Linked DNA regions of Pan troglodytes: regions 1 and 2 are each linked to region 3. The links are chromatin contacts, called in public Hi-C and HiChIP or PLAC-seq maps. All regions are on one chromosome and are shown on one strand. Each heading gives the region's core, a stretch centred on a gene start, on an enhancer-like site or on the middle of the called end of the contact. The rest is flanking DNA. Distances are from core to core; before and after follow the strand shown. Region 1 holds the start of VEZF1 (vascular endothelial zinc finger 1). Region 2 holds the start of SRSF1 (serine and arginine rich splicing factor 1). Region 3 holds the start of MRPS23 (mitochondrial ribosomal protein S23).

Evidence for each region. Hi-C and Micro-C count contacts between places; a contact is called where the count stands out from the background. HiChIP or PLAC-seq counts read pairs in DNA pulled down with a chosen protein or histone mark.
Region 1: an H3K4me3 HiChIP or PLAC-seq map of stem cell-derived excitatory neurons shows a contact between it and region 3, with 5 times the contacts expected there. The contact joins the promoter of VEZF1 here to the promoter of MRPS23 in region 3. A contact is called at or near these places in 4 of 7 Hi-C or Micro-C datasets (blood, induced pluripotent stem cells and stem cell-derived neural progenitor cells), 1 of 1 datasets of contacts at active chromatin or transcription factors (stem cell-derived excitatory neurons) and 1 of 1 other capture datasets (stem cell-derived neural stem cells).
Region 2: a contact with region 3 is called in a Hi-C map of stem cell-derived neural progenitor cells, with 6 times the contacts expected there. The contact joins the promoter of SRSF1 here to the promoter of MRPS23 in region 3. A contact is called at or near these places in 1 of 7 Hi-C or Micro-C datasets (stem cell-derived neural progenitor cells), 1 of 1 datasets of contacts at active chromatin or transcription factors (stem cell-derived excitatory neurons) and 1 of 1 other capture datasets (stem cell-derived neural stem cells).

The regions. Positions count from the first base shown.
Region 1 is chr19:71,108,916-71,112,270 of NHGRI_mPanTro3-v2.0_pri, forward strand. VEZF1 (vascular endothelial zinc finger 1) reads right to left here and starts at 1,522. Exons shown (of 6, transcript XM_016932623.3): 1 at 1,276-1,522. The coding sequence starts at 1,308. LOC134808892 (a long non-coding RNA gene) reads right to left here. Exons shown (of 2, transcript XR_010153025.1): 1 at 2,850-3,355; 2 at 2,236-2,470.
Region 2 is chr19:71,127,917-71,130,937 of NHGRI_mPanTro3-v2.0_pri, forward strand. SRSF1 (serine and arginine rich splicing factor 1) reads right to left here and starts at 1,488. Exons shown (of 5, transcript NM_001195547.1): 1 at 1,159-1,488; 2 at 559-743; 3 at 17-189. The coding sequence starts at 1,352.
Region 3 is chr19:70,970,275-70,973,704 of NHGRI_mPanTro3-v2.0_pri, forward strand. MRPS23 (mitochondrial ribosomal protein S23) reads right to left here and starts at 1,283. Exons shown (of 5, transcript XM_511903.7): 1 at 1,127-1,283; 2 at 401-571. The coding sequence starts at 1,170.

The DNA.
Region 1 (3,355 bases), core at 272-2,771, 140 kb after region 3:
TTTCAAAAGGTATCAAGCGCCCCAGCTACGCGTTTGGGATTTCACGAAGTATTCAAAGGAAAATAACTCAGAGAGGCGGGAAGAACGCACTTAAAAGTGACGAGCTTCCTAACCTCCTCCAGTTCCGAAGTTTCCCCGTGAGCTCATCGCTACTGCCCACTGAATGCTTCGTTTTGCAAACAGAAACGAAGTAGGAAAAAAATAAGTTCCAGCCTAGATCTGCCAAACAGGGGTCCCCCATCTAAAGTGGGCGGGCCAGAGAATTGCCAAAACACATCGGCTACAGTCACTTTCAAGTTTCTTGCAAAAAAGCGAAGACCAACATCCCAGAGAGTGACTCATCTGGGGGCTTTGTAAGCGGACTTTGTTTGCTCTCTCCACTTGGTTGGAGGAAACGTTCGAGGTGGGCGAGAAAGAAAAGCGCTTCGGGAGAAGGTCGGGCCTCCAGGAGTCCCGGCCCCCACCGCTCCCCGCCTGCCCCGGGCCGGCCCGGCTGGGGGATTCCCCAGGCTGAATGGGACGGCGGGAGAGCTGGACAGAGGGAGAAGGTGTCAGCTGCCAAGGCTCGGCTGAGACTTGGGAAAAAAAAATGTAAATCCAGTGAAAAAGTTTGGGGAGGGGATACACACTCACAACATCCGCCCCCCCCAACTGGGTAAACACGAGAGGGGTGGTGGCGGTGAGGGGGAGTGGCGGGGAACCTAGGGATACCCGCTATTCGCGGGGACACGGGAGGGGGTCAGAAAGTCAACACACGCACGCACACACACAAAAAGACGAGGAAGGTGAAAAGAGAACAAGCGAAAGATGGATGAAGTGGCGGGGAGGAGACTCAGGGCAGGACCTGGGGACCTCCTCACCCCACCGTGCGGGACCGGGCCGGCACGCAATGGCCCAGCAGCCCGCGCTATCCAGCGGCCCGGCGCCCTCCTTTCTCTGGGCCGCGGGGTGGTGACAGCGACCGGCCTCCTCCCTTCCCCTTCAGAGCGAGAGGGAAGGGTGTGTGTGAGTGTGTGTGTGTGCGTCTGTGTGCTGGGGGGCCCCCGGGTTCACCCCGAGGCCTGCTATCTCCCCCGCACCCCGTGAGGCCGCCTCCTTTCACCTCAGCAGCCCCGCTCCGCCGGGGCGGGCGGGCGGGCGGAAAAACAAAGGGGGATTAAGGCCGGGCCGGAGAGCGGAGCCGGGAGGGAGGGGAGGAGGAGCGCCCGCCCGCCCGCCAGCCCGGGGCCCGGCCCCCCTGTCCCCCCCGTGCCCCCCCGGGGGGGCCCCCAGTACCTGGAACAGGAACGCGGTCCAGTTGGCCTCCATGGCTGCGGCGGCCGACCCCCCTCCTCCCCACTCCCCCCGCTCGGGGAGCCTCCTCAGCCGGAGGAGGCGACAACAAAGCGGCGGCGGCGGCGGCGGCAACGGCAGCGGCGGCTCCTCAACATGGCAGCGCCGAGCGCGGCCACTTCCGGTAACCTCCGGGACGCACCACCGCGGCGGCGAGCGCGGGCGGGGGGGGGAGCCCCGGCCCGGCCGCCGCCGCCCCCAGTCGCCCGGACCCCCTCTGGGCGTCCCCGCTGCCGGCTCGCCGCCTCGGAGCTCAGCCAGTGCCCGCTGGCGGTGGGGTCAGGGCCCCCGCGGGGGGGCTGGGGTGGGGCCCGGGGCGGGGATGGGGCGCGGCGTCCCCCCCCGCGGGGGTGTGTGGTGCTGCGGTCCGTGGCTCAGGCAGCTGGAGCAGGGGGAGCTCAGGAGAGAAGATGGAGGACGCCAGGGTCTGGCGCTGGCCCGCTGGGCACAGCTGGGCCGTCTCCCGTGACTCAGACACGGTGTCCAGCACCGTCGCGTCCCTGTTAGACCCTCAGCGGAGGGCACAGGCCACGGCGGACACTCGGCTCTTCAGTCGCTCATGCACAGCATGGTCCCCACCTCCAAATTGGGGGAAGCCCTTTCGACTTCGAGCCTCTCTTCCTTTTGGCATTTCCTCCCCGGCCGGCTAAGCCCTCTGCGCTCTCGCTATGATATGCATCTCATGGCGAGATGGCCTTCCAACTCAAGCAGGGAATCCCACTGGGGTGCAGCCTCAGATCCTCTCAGTGTGGAGGGAAACACTTCCCACGCGTAGAGATGTCATTACTGGGTTATTCTTGGGTGAAGGGCTGAGCCTCCCCATCCTCCCCTTCACTCCAAGATAGGATGTGAAATTCTATCCCAACACCCCTCCTCTCCCGCCAAAAATAAAAACAAGTGAGATAGTATAGACAAGAAATTATTTTAGTCCTTTAGTACAGTCTGTTTCCTCCTTCACCCCCAGAACAAAAATCGAACTTCTGGTTGGACAGCGTCAGATGTCACTGAGGTGACCCCAGCCTGTTTGCAGTTCCAAGTCTTCCGTGTAGGCGTCACTGCTACTGGAACTTTGTAGATGAGGAGCCTGTATGATGATGTCCTGAACATTTCTATCCTTTCCTCACACAGAGGGAAGCTACTGGGAATATCAGAGACAAGCTATTATTAAACAAGTGTCTCTAGTCCAAGACATCTCCTGTGGCAGGGAAATGAGGGGGCAGGCTGTATCAGTGATATTTTTATAAACTCTGGTTTTAGAAAAAATTCTTCAGATGGACGCATTATTTTAAGACTTTAACATTTTCCAAAACCAACTGAATCTTATCCCCTCCATTTATCCCCCTCCAGACACTTCTAATCAAGGTCACCATCTCCAACTTCCCCCATAGACAATAAAAATATGGCTGGAGAATTCTACTGTAATAGAAAACCAAGGAGATATAGTAATTTGACAGTGTGTTTCCTTTCCATCCACTAGACAAGAATACCCCCTCCCATTCTTTCCTCCCCTCAGTCACCAGAATGAAGGGGCTGGAAAACGTTGGTCTGGTTCCTTTTAGAGCTGATTCCCCATTGGATACTGCCTGGAGGCCTTGGGGATGAATGAGAAGTTCTGCAGTTTGGATCAGTAGCAGAAGCAGGTAACACATCAGGGAACCGGTCAGCCTAAGATAGGAGGGGACAGAAAATGATGAGTTTCTGATACATTTATCAGCTAAATTGCTATGGTCACCCCCATGTCTCCTGTAATGTCCAAACCTAAGGAATTAACTAAGTAAACTAAAACCTTTGTGTTCTTGCTCTGACCTTGGACAATGGAATTCTTTTTATTTTCATTCAGTGGATAGCAAATCTGCTTCTTCCCTGCCTTAACTCACTCAAGGTCTCTGTGATGCACTCCAGAGTTTTCCTCCTTCCCTGCATAGTCTTCTCCTCCCTAGCTGCCTTTCAAATTGGTGAAAATGAAGCTTCAGGATTATGAAAACTAGTACTTAATGAAGACCATTATTCTAAATGACAATAT
Region 2 (3,021 bases), core at 238-2,737, 160 kb after region 3:
TACGTGTATAACCTACCTCATGAGATCTAAACTTAGTGTTATCCAGTTTTCGAACTGCATAGGTCATATCTTCTTTCCGTACAAACTCCACGACACCAGTGCCATCTCGGTAAACATCAGCATAACATACATCACCTGCTTCACGCATGTGATCCTTTAAATCCTGCCAACTTCCACTTGGAGGCAGTCCTGGAAAAGTGATTTTTTTTTTCTTAGTATCAATTATCTTAAATTTCACGTTAAGCTGGTAAGGTACATTAGGACAAAGAGTACTTTAAAGTACTTAATAGGTGTACTTAAGTGATACCAGGTAAAGAGAGCTGGTAAGATTCTGGAATCCAGAGTCCAAAATTATTTGTAACGATCTTCGTATCTAGTACCGCAACCTAATTTGGTAAATCACCACAGCAGCAATCCTCGTTTATTAAATTCACCCAAAAACTTAAGCAATTTAAGACCTAGCATGAAAAATTTGCAATTATTAAACCTGTCACGCAAGAGAAAAAATTTAGGTAGTTTTCGTCCCTTCACATCAATCCACACAACCAGTACACTCACCAGAGACAACCACTCTGTTTTCAGACCGCCTGGATGGGGGGCCATAGCGACCTCGGGGAGCTCCGCCACCTCCACCCCCGCCGCCGCCTCGGCCTGTTCCACGGCCGCTTCGAGGAAACTCCACCCGCAGACGGTACCCATCGTAATCATAGCCGTCGCGACCATACACCGCGTCTTCCGCGTCTCTGCGGGATCGCAGAAAGTAAAAGGATGAGAAACACCAGGAGGAGAAGCTCGCTCAGTCGGGAACCAGCAAACCCCCCGCACATGCGCACCCAACGTGGAAGAGCCCACATGCGCCGCATAATAGGAATGGCCCCTCCCCCACCCAGAAACACGCCAGGCTCCCAACCACTACACCAGCCCTCAGCGCCTCAGTTTCCCGCTCCAGCCTGCGAATGGGCTCCGGGGACGTCCAAGGCGAGGCGCCAGAGAAGCCACACCAACTCAGCTCCTTACTCGACTCCTGCATGGGCGATACAGTCTCGCCCCAACCTCTCTAAGAGCCCCCGCTTCCCCGTTCTCTATGTTAAGGCCTTGGAGCCTTCCCCGACTACTCGGACCTATTTCCTCAAGGCTGCAAGCCCCATGCCGCCTCACCGCGGGTCCTCGAACTCAACGAAGGCGAAGGGCGGTCCCCCGCGGCGATTCTTGAGGTCGATGTCGCGGATAGCGCCGTATTTGTAGAACACGTCCTCAATGTCCTTGGTTCGGATGTCTGGAGGTAAGTTACCCACGTAGATGCGGCAATCGTTGTTCCCTGCGGGGCCACGAATCACACCACCTCCCGACATGGCGGTGACGAAAAGCGCGGACTCGAGAACAGGCCTTCCCACCAAGCCTAGCGCACGGCAGAGCGAGCCCGCAGCGGCACCACGTCTCCCGCGGCCCCTCCAAAATGGCGCCTTTATCAGCTCGGCGCACGGATATGGGGGGGAGACAGAGGAAGAGAAGCGGAAGGAAACAGCGATTCGATCCCAACACGCACGCGCGGGAGCGCAACGGGTGCTGCGAGGGCTACGCTCAGCGCACGCGCACGCACGCGCGACGTCACCCTCCGCACGAAGGGGGAAAAAAAGTCCCCCGCGTTCCCAGCTTGGGGTGGTTTGCGAACAGAGTGACCAGCCGTTTGGTAAAAGTTAAATAACGAACTTTCGTTAAAGGAGCTAGTCATCCAGGTCGGGTCTTGAAGGATGGTCGATTTCTCCAGGAATGAGGATCTTTGAAAGCAACTCGGCGCCTTCAAAGCACTTGGTGAAACCTAGCCTAAAGCGTTGTCCCACCATGCTCTGCGGCGATAACGGCCTTTGGCGGGAAAGAGTCTCGGAGGCGGGGCCAAAAGGGGACGGCCCGGGCGGTTGCTCCGGAAACCCGGGTATCTTCGTAGGGTGCGTCTAGTCCAGAGCTGAGTTGCGGGTGATTGAACGGAGAGCTGGGGCGTTGGTTTGTCTTCCCGCCCCTGCTGCGAATAGACCGTGGCTGCTTAGACAGATGTGTCTAATTTAGCGAAACCGATTTAGATTCCTTAATCCTCTTCATTAAGTACCGTTCCACCTTCTCGTCAGAACTTTGCATAGCTCGGTTCAGCACTCCTAGTGCTAGTCGCAGTGGGTCCGTATCTCGACCGGCAACGTGGTACCCGCCAACCAGAAGGGGTAACACCGTACCGCCTATGGGACCCACACCTTTTTATCTCTTGTTAGTCGCCTGTCCGTGGGACTAGCGCAGAATGCCTGCAGAATGAATCGTTTCTGTTGTTTCCTTTCAAAGAACGAGAAGGAAGAAAGGGTGCGTGTGTGCAGTCCTTTTTTCAAAAGTTTTCCCTAAAAGTTACTGATACACCAGGTTTTGAAAATACCGGTCCTCTCAGGTAATAAAATGGAGCAAAATGGATGTGAGAACCGTAACCACTAGAGACCGCGGTTGCTATTCAGGACTGTGATCCTATTTGCCTGCGGCATTGGGAGATAACATTTTACATGTTTTTCGACGTCTGAAATCTGGATTTTTATGTGAAATCCTGGGATTTTTAAACGTCGCTAATGAATTAAAATTCAAATCAGGCTGGGCGCGGTGGCTCACGCCAGCACTTTGGGAGGCCGAGGCGGTTGGATCACTTGAGGTCAGGAATTCGAGACCAGCCTGGCCAACATGGTGAAATCCCGTCTCTACTGAAAAAACAAAAATTAGCCGGGCTTGGTGGCAGGCGCCTGTAATCCAGTCTACTCGGGAGGCTGAGGCAGGAGAATCGCTAGAACCCTGGAGGCGGAGGTTGCAGTGAGCTGAGATGGCGCCATTGCACTGCAGCCTGGGCTACAGAGTGAGACTCCTCCAAAAAAAAAAAAAAAGAGGGGGAAACAACAACAAATTAAAATCAAACCCTGCAGTCATAAATTTGCCATAACAGATCTACACACTGAATTTAAGGGATAATTTTCTTCATGTTATTTATTTACAGCAGTC
Region 3 (3,430 bases), core at 33-2,532:
ATATTTAGTAATTACAAGAAGTTAGCTAATTCCCTTGAGCTTCGCAGTCTCCTTGAATAAAATGGAAACAAGAATACCTTCCTTACAAGTTAGAGTAAGGCCTTTAGAGAATGAGATAATGCTTGCAAAGAGCTTAGTACAGTGCCTGGCCCAAAGCAGATGCCCAGAAACATGCGGCTATAATTGCAATGATCTTTCGGTTGCTGGGCTCCAGATTCCACTTTTCAGAACTTCAGTTTCACTATGAGGAAGGGGTGCTGCCTCCCTAATTTGGCTAGATAAGCCTTCTCCACAGGGCAAACCCCTGACTCAATTTCATATTTGAATTCCCAGACTGCTACCCAAACCTTCCCTTCTGAAGTTCTGTTGCTTCCTGTCCACTACAGGGCTGAGCACTCACGCTCTAATCCGATCCTCGTGGTACCAGATGTCTTGGATGGGAGCTTTGGCTTTGCCATATCGCACTCGAGGCCTTTGGAAGACGGGCTCCCTCAGCGGGGGAAAGGCGTCATATACGTCAAACCACAGGGGCTTCTCCTTCAGCACCCCGGCCCGAACCAGGTCCCGAGTCCTTAGGGAGGGAACAGAACGAAACTGGGTCACTTGCAGTAGCCTGCCAAAGCCCCTGAATCAGTCTAGCACAGCTTGGGACATTAAAGGTATTATGCGGTCTGCAACACAGAACGGGGGAGGACTGCTCCCCACCTACAGGGAAGGTCTGTCCACATCCCAAACCAAACTTAACAACGCTCAGGAGAGTTAAATCCCTCTATCTTCTTTTGTGCGTCCCACCCACGTTCGGTCACGGAAAAATGCAAGAGCGGTCTTGCATGACCTGATAAGGAAGGCCCATCAGGCTCTTCCTCCCTTCCTCTTCCTAGAGACCTCCACTCGGGGAGAGGCAGCTGCAATAATCTTTAACATGACACATAAATTCAAGGAGAGACATCCTCAGGCACAACTATTCGGAGCCAGGAGAAAACATGAGAGGGCCTCACCCAGCTCAGCCCCCGCACCCTGCAATACGCCTCGCCCTGCTCAGGTCCGCTCCAAGGAAGAGCGTGACCGGCTGAGAACCCCAGCCTGGGGGAGGCACCCTCAGCCCACCACGGCTCGGAGCACACACCGGGAGAAGATGCTCCCTACGGTTTCCAGCCGGCTGCCTGCCATGATCTGCGCCTGATACCGAGCGTGACTAGCTGCTACCGGAACCGGAAGCGGCTGCTCCAGGTAAAGGGCGCATAAGTTGCTGGCCGAGCCAAGGATCGCTGCGCTTTCACCGCAGCCCCTGCGGGAGAGCGGCGCAGGCAGAAGCAAGTGATAGGCCGAACGTGCGCGCTCCGAGGTTACTTGCCAGGTTCAGGCAGGAGCACTCGATAGCCGAGCCAAAAGGGCGGGAGCGAGCCAAAGCCGGACAGAAGTAATAAATGACCGAGCTGTGGGAGGGATTCATTATGGTGGTTGCTTTACTCTCTCTCGCCTTGTTGAACCAACTTCTCTGAAAAGGTGGGGCCGCGCGGAGGAGAAGTAGTGGGGCAGAGCGGGGGTGAGGCGCAGCCTACAGTCCTAGGGGAGCCAACAAAGGCCGAGATTTGAGGTCACCAGCTTTAGGCCCAGGCTGAGCCTAATGTTGTTTAGAGTCACAGACTACGCAGAAGAAAACCAAGGCCGGGGAGGGGCCGTCACTTGCCCAGCGTCGTGCTAGATCTCGCGCCTCCGCCTCTGGCTGTGTAGTGCTCCCCACTAAGCCCCTCGTCCCCGGAGTGCCACCTGCATCCACGCTAACTAGGATGCTGGCTGCAACTCGTGTTTCCCGCGGCCGGTGTCGCGGGCTACCTCCTCCTTGGAACTCGAAAAGTGAAAGTGTCCGAAACAAACAGACGCCGAGAGGGAAACGAAAAAATCTGGAGAAAGTCATCTCTCAGTGTTAAACTGTAAAAAAATATAAACTGTGTGTAGCATACCCTTTGACCCAGTAATCATATTTCGGGGAAAGAACCCCTTAGAAATTAAAGCATCAATTCATGAGGATGTTTGTGCAAGGATCATCGTTGCAGCATTGTTTGTAGTGGGAAAAAAAATCCATCAGATGAGAAATAGCTGGAAAATTATTGTTCATACTTTCTTTGGAACCCTATGCAGCTATTAAAATGAATGAGCTAGATCCACATGTATTTACCTAGGTTAAGGTACATGACTTATGTTTAAATGAAAAACGAAGTTGCAAAGAAACATGTTTAGTGGAATCTCAACTTGTTAGAAAAAAAAAAAAAAGGAAAAAGAAACACCTCTATATATGTTTGTGTTTGAGGATAGAAATTCTGCAGAAGGACACCCAAGGCTGTGAACATTGGATATCTCGGAGTGAAACTGCAGGCAGGGAAGGGAGAATTTTTTCTTCCTTTACACATGCTTCAGAGTTTGACTTGTAAAGAGATTGTATTCATATTTGAACTTTTAATCCAATGAATGTTTTGAATCACACACAATGTCTCCTGGGAGCCTAGTCAAGTCATCCTAGAGTCCTCCCACTCTGAGGCGGGTGAAGGGGAGGAAGGGACTGTTTGATGAGTAGTTACTGCTTGTGTGTGTTATCTTACTGAATCCACATACCTTCCCATAAGGTAGCTATTAACATCCTCATTATAGATGAGAAAGCAAGGCCTCAGGAAGTTACATAACTTGTCTGATAAGCAACTGATAGAGCCAGCCTTGGCGGGGTGGGGCAGCCAGGGCCCTTTCCAGTGCCTCACAATGCCGCCTAAGCTATGCCTAAAGCTCGAGGCTGGTAGGCTCAAGACTCCAGCAGAACGCCGCTCCCCCCCCGCCCCCCCCCCCACCACACACACACACACACACACACACACGCATCCCAGGGATCCAGTGATTTGAGGCCCAGGGCTAACCTGAGGTGGATTTCACTGCTGCCTCCAGACTCTCTGGAACAGAGAAGAGAGAGCACAGCTCTGGCCCCAGGCCAGGTGTAAAGGCTCTAGTATCCCAGCCCTCAGGAGGTCTAAAAGACCTTGCTCTGGGGAGAGTAAACATGCTCCCAGCTAAATATAGTCTTCCCAGGCCTCATAACAACTTTCTAATTCTGTCCCAGCCAGCAAGCACTATCTGCCAGCCCAGATTACAGGCACACTTCTCTTCTCCCACCAGGAACTGCTACTGTAGGTTAGTGCAGTCACTGCAGCTAAAGAGTTAAAGGGTTTATTCCAAGATCAAGGAGGGGAACCAAAGACGCAAACCCTCAATAGGGGAAGAACTGCAAGGCAGTAATGTTCTCGCTAATCTTGGGTTGGTCCCTTCCTCTTCCAAGCCTTTGAAGTTTCCCTTTCCAGCCTGCTTCTGTGACTGAGAGCAGAATATTGGTGGGCAGACTTGGGGGTACTTTGGGGATAACAGCCTTCTGAGGCTACACAAGAAG